2 separate regions of the Mus musculus genome follow, and region 2 is linked to region 1. Evidence: chromatin contacts called from public Hi-C data. All regions are on one chromosome and are shown on one strand. The core of a region is the stretch at or near the end of the contact, and the rest is flanking DNA. Distances in the headings are between cores, read along the strand shown.

The links. A called contact is a pair of places that touch in the nucleus more often than the background predicts.
Region 2: a contact with region 1 is called in a Hi-C map of neural progenitor cells, with 4 times the contacts expected there. The contact joins the enhancer-like site here to the promoter of Synpr in region 1. A contact is called at or near these places in 13 of 484 Hi-C or Micro-C datasets (the HPC-7 cell line, cerebral cortex, cortical neurons and 7 more) and 1 of 115 datasets of contacts at active chromatin or transcription factors (embryonic stem cells).

What each region holds. Positions count from the first base shown.
Region 1 is chr14:13,452,571-13,455,505 of GRCm38.p6, reverse strand. It overlaps Synpr (synaptoporin), which reads right to left and starts at 1,548. Exons shown (of 5, transcript NM_001163032.1): 1 at 1,154-1,548. The coding sequence starts at 1,177.
Region 2 is chr14:13,811,829-13,814,763 of GRCm38.p6, reverse strand. No RefSeq gene overlaps it. Among named protein-coding and RNA genes, the nearest start is that of Gm281, 100 kb to the left of the region's middle. Within about 2 kb of position 1,468, at least 5 of the 459 cell types and tissues checked have an H3K27ac peak or open chromatin away from gene starts, as enhancers often do. A contact at or near this core is called in neural progenitor cells, where this site is marked.

The sequences.
Region 1 (2,935 bases), core at 299-2,798:
AAAAAAGCTATGTAGATTTGCTGTGTGACAAAAGAAAAAAAGAAAGAAAAGAGTAAAGTGTGTTTGTTTCCATTAGCACAAGTAGTTAATCGTCTTACCATCTGTATCTACTGTAATCATATTAATAGATTTTCTCCCAGACTTCTGAATTAACAATAAGGAATCCAGACCATCCTCTGCCTTCAGCTAACCAGGTGATGCATTCAGAAATCATGAATCTGAACAGATGTGACTGAAAACCCATTCTGCATCAGTGTGAATTAATAAAAGCAACTTTCCTCCTGATTAGCTTGAGCCATGGCCACACTAGACTCAGCACTAGGCATGTGGCAGATGGTGGCACAAACACCCAAGACAGTCAGAAAAGAAACAATGGCCATGTGAAGCCCAGCTTTTCATACAGTGCAAGAGATTTACTTTAACAATATGGATACTTTTTGGTGTAGAAATTCAGTTCTCTTAATAAATGTCTCAGAATTGGAGGGGCAGCTCATTTCTTAACTGTAGTTTGGTATAAGACCTTATGAATTTAACATAGTATTTGGAAGCTATTTAAAGAGTTGAAGATATTCTCACAGTGATACTGGTGAAGAAACTTTAATTAAAATTATAGGCAAGTTGTGGCACAATGAATATACTCAGAACATTAAGTGCCCTAAAAAAAAAAAGGCTGAGATGGAATGGCATTACATTTTTATGAAGCTTAATATAACTTTGCTTAGTTTCTTACTGTGTTAAAAAGAAACCCAGAAACCCAGTATATACTTTAGTAGCTAACGTGAGAATTATACTATATAACCCAGACTCTGTGGTTTAAACATGCATAAAAGAAAGCAAAGTTAAAGGGGAAAAAGACATTATCACCAATTATTTTTTAAAAAATCACATTGGTAAAGAAAATTATACACCCCAAATGTACTTATACATGTATATATACAAAGAGAAAGAGACAGAGATAGACAGAGACATAGAGAAAGACAGAGATACACACACACACACACACACACACACACACACACACACACGAGCGCGCGCGCACACACACACAGACAGACAAAGAGAGAGGGACAGAGAGACAGAGAGAGACAGAGAGACAGAGAAAGACAGAGAGAGACAGAGAGTGAGAAAAGCAAATCAATAGAGATAAACTTACCGGAGCAAATATCACCATACACATTTACAAAAGAATTGATAATCCAACTTCCCTCTCCTGAAAAAATAAAGAGGTTGTCTCATACTAAAAATGAAGCTTCTCTGTCCACAGCACCAGCTCTTGTCCCTCTCTTTATGAAGCAAAGGAAAAGGACAAGAAATCAATGCAGAGGGAAAGTCAGATGCTATACCAATCAGATAGCAGCTTCTGCCTTCTTGCAGAGAGATGGGAAGACAGTCATATTAGTAGACAGTGACAGCCCACAGCTGACTACAGGAACCTGATACTCCCTTGCTGTGTGCTGGCTGCTTTGTGGGGAGGACGTTACCTCCGTTGTGCACTCCCACACTTGGCTCTCTGCTCACAACTGCAAGTGCAGGCTGCTTTGCACAAGCACGCTGCATCATGAGCTAAGGCACCAGCTCCCCTCTTACTCAGAGAGCCCCCTCCTCTCACCACAGCACTTAAAATCAAACTGTGAGCTGAACACAAGCCAGGAACTTGCATGTTTAGGGTACAGGGAAGCAGTGGTTTCATTAAATCCTCTGGAATAGATTTGCATAGATGAGGCAAATGTATGTTTGCTTTTAAAAACTGCCCTTGTTTTTATGGAAATGCATGGGTGTTATGCATGGTACCCATTTGGAAAAGTCATGCACTGTCCATAAATAATCATTAAGGTGATGGCACTGGAAGATGGCTTTTCAGGCTCTGGGGACTATGGAAGGGACAAATTATAACTTGGTGCTCATTCATCATGACAGTGTTAATGAAGACTTGTGAAAATCACAAAATTAAAAAGCTGGCAGAGGCTTAAACAAGACTCAAATTTCTTTCTTTTTTCAGAAAGAAGTGGCACTCATTTCTTCAAGGGGCATCAGTCTGGATATCCAGAGGCTATTGTTCTGGGAGGGTGGGCCAGCCTTCACAGAGAGATTCCTCTTGGGTGCCCTGAGGATATTGTCTAACCCACTGAAGGATATTGTCCCCTGAATATCTGTACTGAATTACAGAGGGAATCCTGCAAGTCTGTACTCCCTCTGCCCTGAGTGAGCACTCTGCTCAGCACAGTAAGAGGTCTAGTGTGCCAGCTTTGTCTATTGCTCAGCTACTAATGTCCCAACAGAAAGGCCAACAGACTGCCACGTGTTTAATCCACGGTATGTAATCCAGAATCTGCCATGGGTCAGGTTTACCCCTCTTTCTGTTTCTGTCTGTGTCTCTTTCCTCTTCTCATGTAGACATCTGGACACAACATAGTAACAACATCATCAGTTATTTTCTAGCTCTACTTTTGTTCCTGTGAAGAAGGGGAGGGTGGGACCAAAGAACACCGGCCAAATGTGAGTAAGAGTGAAACAACCTGGAATCTCCTGCTGCTTCTCCTCTCACTGGGAGATTGTGAGAACTGACAGCCTTTTTAGCTCTCTGTGCCTTAGATTTCCCTCTGTAAAGTGGCACACTAACATTTCACAGTTCTTGGTAGGGAGATGTAAAGAAGGAATGAAAGACAAGACAGTGCGTTCAAGTCCAAGTGTGTGCACAGGAACTCTGGCTTGCTGTCTCTTCCTCACTTGGTCTTTTCCATTGTGAGGATAGAGCCCAGGGCCTCAAGCACTTGGGGAAAGAGTGTAACACTAAGTTCAGCTCCAGGTGACAGGGTGAGATCTTGTTCCCAATGAATAAGCAAGTCTTCAGGATGCTTAAAATCTTCAAATTTTGTGAACTCTATGGTCCTTTGAAATTCTCATAGGATCCTATCCCTCAGTGCTTGAGCACACA
Region 2 (2,935 bases), core at 219-2,718, 360 kb before region 1:
TTTGTTTACCTCCTGTGCCCCCCTTGGCTCACAGGGTATAGCTCCTTTAGATCATCACTTTTTTCCTCACTGATGTAGTCCAGCCCATGCTTAGCACAGAGTAGGACTCCATACCTACTTGACAAATAAAAGCATTTGAGTATATAAGTACATTTCTTGCCTTTGATTCAGGTCACTTATTCCACTGTGACTTAGAGAGCAGGAATGGGAATCATCTTCAGGAAAGGTAGTTTGTTTTATTTGATTTCATTTCTTGTAGTCATAAAAAATGTAGGATCTTACAGAAGTACAATTGATCAAGCTTTTAATTTTCTTTTTATAGGTCTCTGGAGGATGACCACCTGAAGACTTTAGTTATTGATGACTCGCTAAGGAGATGTCAGTGTCAAGCTTTTCAAAAGCACTGCACACAGACAGATTTCTAAGATTCATTTTGGCTTTTTCATGACCTGTGATCTGGAGACCAGGAGAAACAAAGGCAGAAGCCCACAAGCAGTGCTGAGAACCTTAACCAACATTTACTCCGCAATGAAACTGGCTTGGGATATATACTCTCTTAATTAATAATAATCAGAGTAAGATATACACCATGAGCAATACTAAACTAATATTTGAATCTGAAGTTATCAGGGACTTGAGTGACCACAAATGCCTTAGTACTTACTTCTGCTTACAGAAGTTCAAGGTTCGGTAGAACAGATCTCTCAACATCAAATACCTGAAATTAAGCCGGTGTTTCTTACTTATGTCTGCTTGAGGGATTGAGTCTCAAGAGGCTACAGCAGAGGCTATCAATGATTTTGAAGTGTGACAAGTCCTTTTGTCTCTCTGAAGTCCAATGTGTTTTCTGGTAAAAGATGTATGCTTTAAATCACAGTTCTATCTATCTATCTATCTATCTATCTATCTATCTATCTATCTATCTATCTATCATCTATCTATCTATGTGTGCTCACGTGTATTATGTAGGTGCAGATGCATGTCATATATGTGTGCAAATGTGTGGAGGCCAGAAGTTAATGTCAGGTGTCTTCTTTACTATTTCTCACTTAGAAAAGTGTTTTGAGGCCATTATTTATCTATAACTGACCTGAAATTCACTACATAGCCTGCCAGGCTGGGCTTGAACTCACAGAGATCAGCCAGCTCCTGTCTCCTGGGTGTGGGGATTAAAGACAAATGTAACTATGTATGGTTTCCCAACTTGTTTTTGAGACAGGGTCTCTAACTGAACCACAGAATTACTGATTTGGCTGGGCTGAGTGGATTTCAATCCCTTGGATCCTCCTGCCTCCATCTCTTAGGCACTAGGATGACAGGCATGTGCTGCTGTGCTCAGTGTTTTACGCGACTGTTGTAGATTTTCATATTTGCATGGCAACCTGACCTGTGATGCACACTAAAGCCCTCAGTACTTCACTCTGTCTCACACTGAGTTGTGAGAAGAAATAGTACACAGCTCTAAGTCTTTAGGTGGCAGCACTTCCTAACCGATAAACTAGAGACACAGGAATACAGCAGGTGTGGTGTGGTGTGGTGTGGTGTGTGTGTGTGTGTGTGTGTGTGTGTGTGTGTGTGTGTGTGTGTGCAGTTTTGGGATTTATAGATTGGAACCAGTTGGTAATTAGCTTAACAATGTCTGTGAAAGGAGCAGCCTGCTTTTTTCCAGATGGCAGTGAAATTCTCCTTCAGGGGAGAGACCAAAGAATGTCTGGGAAAGGCTCTTCACTCTCCAGCTATCCTCTCTTAGGATCAATTAGGATTTGATGAATAGTGTCTCCATCTGTTGCCAGCTGGGTTTTGAGGGGGAAAGCACAAACATGTATAAACTTTCTTTTCAAAGTCTAGCTTGGATCCATTTGTATTGGATATGCCTGTGCCAAAACAAAACAAACTGTTCAGTTGGTATTTGTTATCCACACAAACAGGCTTGTCTCAACTTGTTTGGTAGTTTGGGATTCAGTTGCAGACTTGTCAGCAGAAAAGACCTGGAATGGAAACCCTTTGAGGATTTGTTTGGGAGAGAAGAGGTACAGCTGCCCTCAGGATCAGGCCTTGTGGTGGAATCTTTGTGTCTCTGTCAATTTGCCTCTGAACTATATTTATTTGTGATGTCCATTTTGCCCAATTTCATAATATGATTTTTATCAGGGTGACATTGACACTTCCACAAACTGGGCAACTTAAAGCAACAAAAGCGTATGTGTACCTGTGTTGCAGGATGTTCTCTGTCCAGTCACATTAGGGCAAAGGGAGGCCTGTGATTGGACAGGGAAAAGGGAGGCAGAGCTAAAAGTGGCCAAGTCAGAGTGTCTTGGGATAGGAGAAGGAAGATGGCTGCTGACTTGTACCCATGGGTGTTTTCCAGCCACAAGTCGCTATGATTTCACAAGGTTAGAAATATTGGGATAAAGCTTTGTAAATTGAGATATTATTGATACATAAATCTTATTGGTTAAGTAAGCTTTAAGAGTCTTGATTCTACAGGGTTACTGGGTCTTGTGATATGCAACCATGATGTTGGTGGTTCCATTTAGTTACTGGAATGTGGGATCAACAACTACATGAGTTCATGGCTGAGGAAGAACGAGCAACACCAGGGACAAGCAAACGAGAGACGGGCACACAGCGAGGGGTCAGGCACAGCAATCAGGTGCAGTCAGGGATAGCTCCAGAGACTTGACAGTGGCGGCAGGAGTGCAGGAGCATAGTCCGGCCCAGTGGAGAGTTGGCAGGATCTTTTTAAATATTTCCCACAACGGACCTGCACTGTTTGGTATCTAAGATACTATGTGGCTGCTAACAGGGGAAATGTTCGTTGGAGTTTCTGGGAAGGAACTATTCCTGTCTCTGCCCTACTTTGATGGCTACATTCTTGGACTTTAGGTATCTCTCTAAACCTTGTCAGTTACATAGGACCTTTTGCTTTATGTGT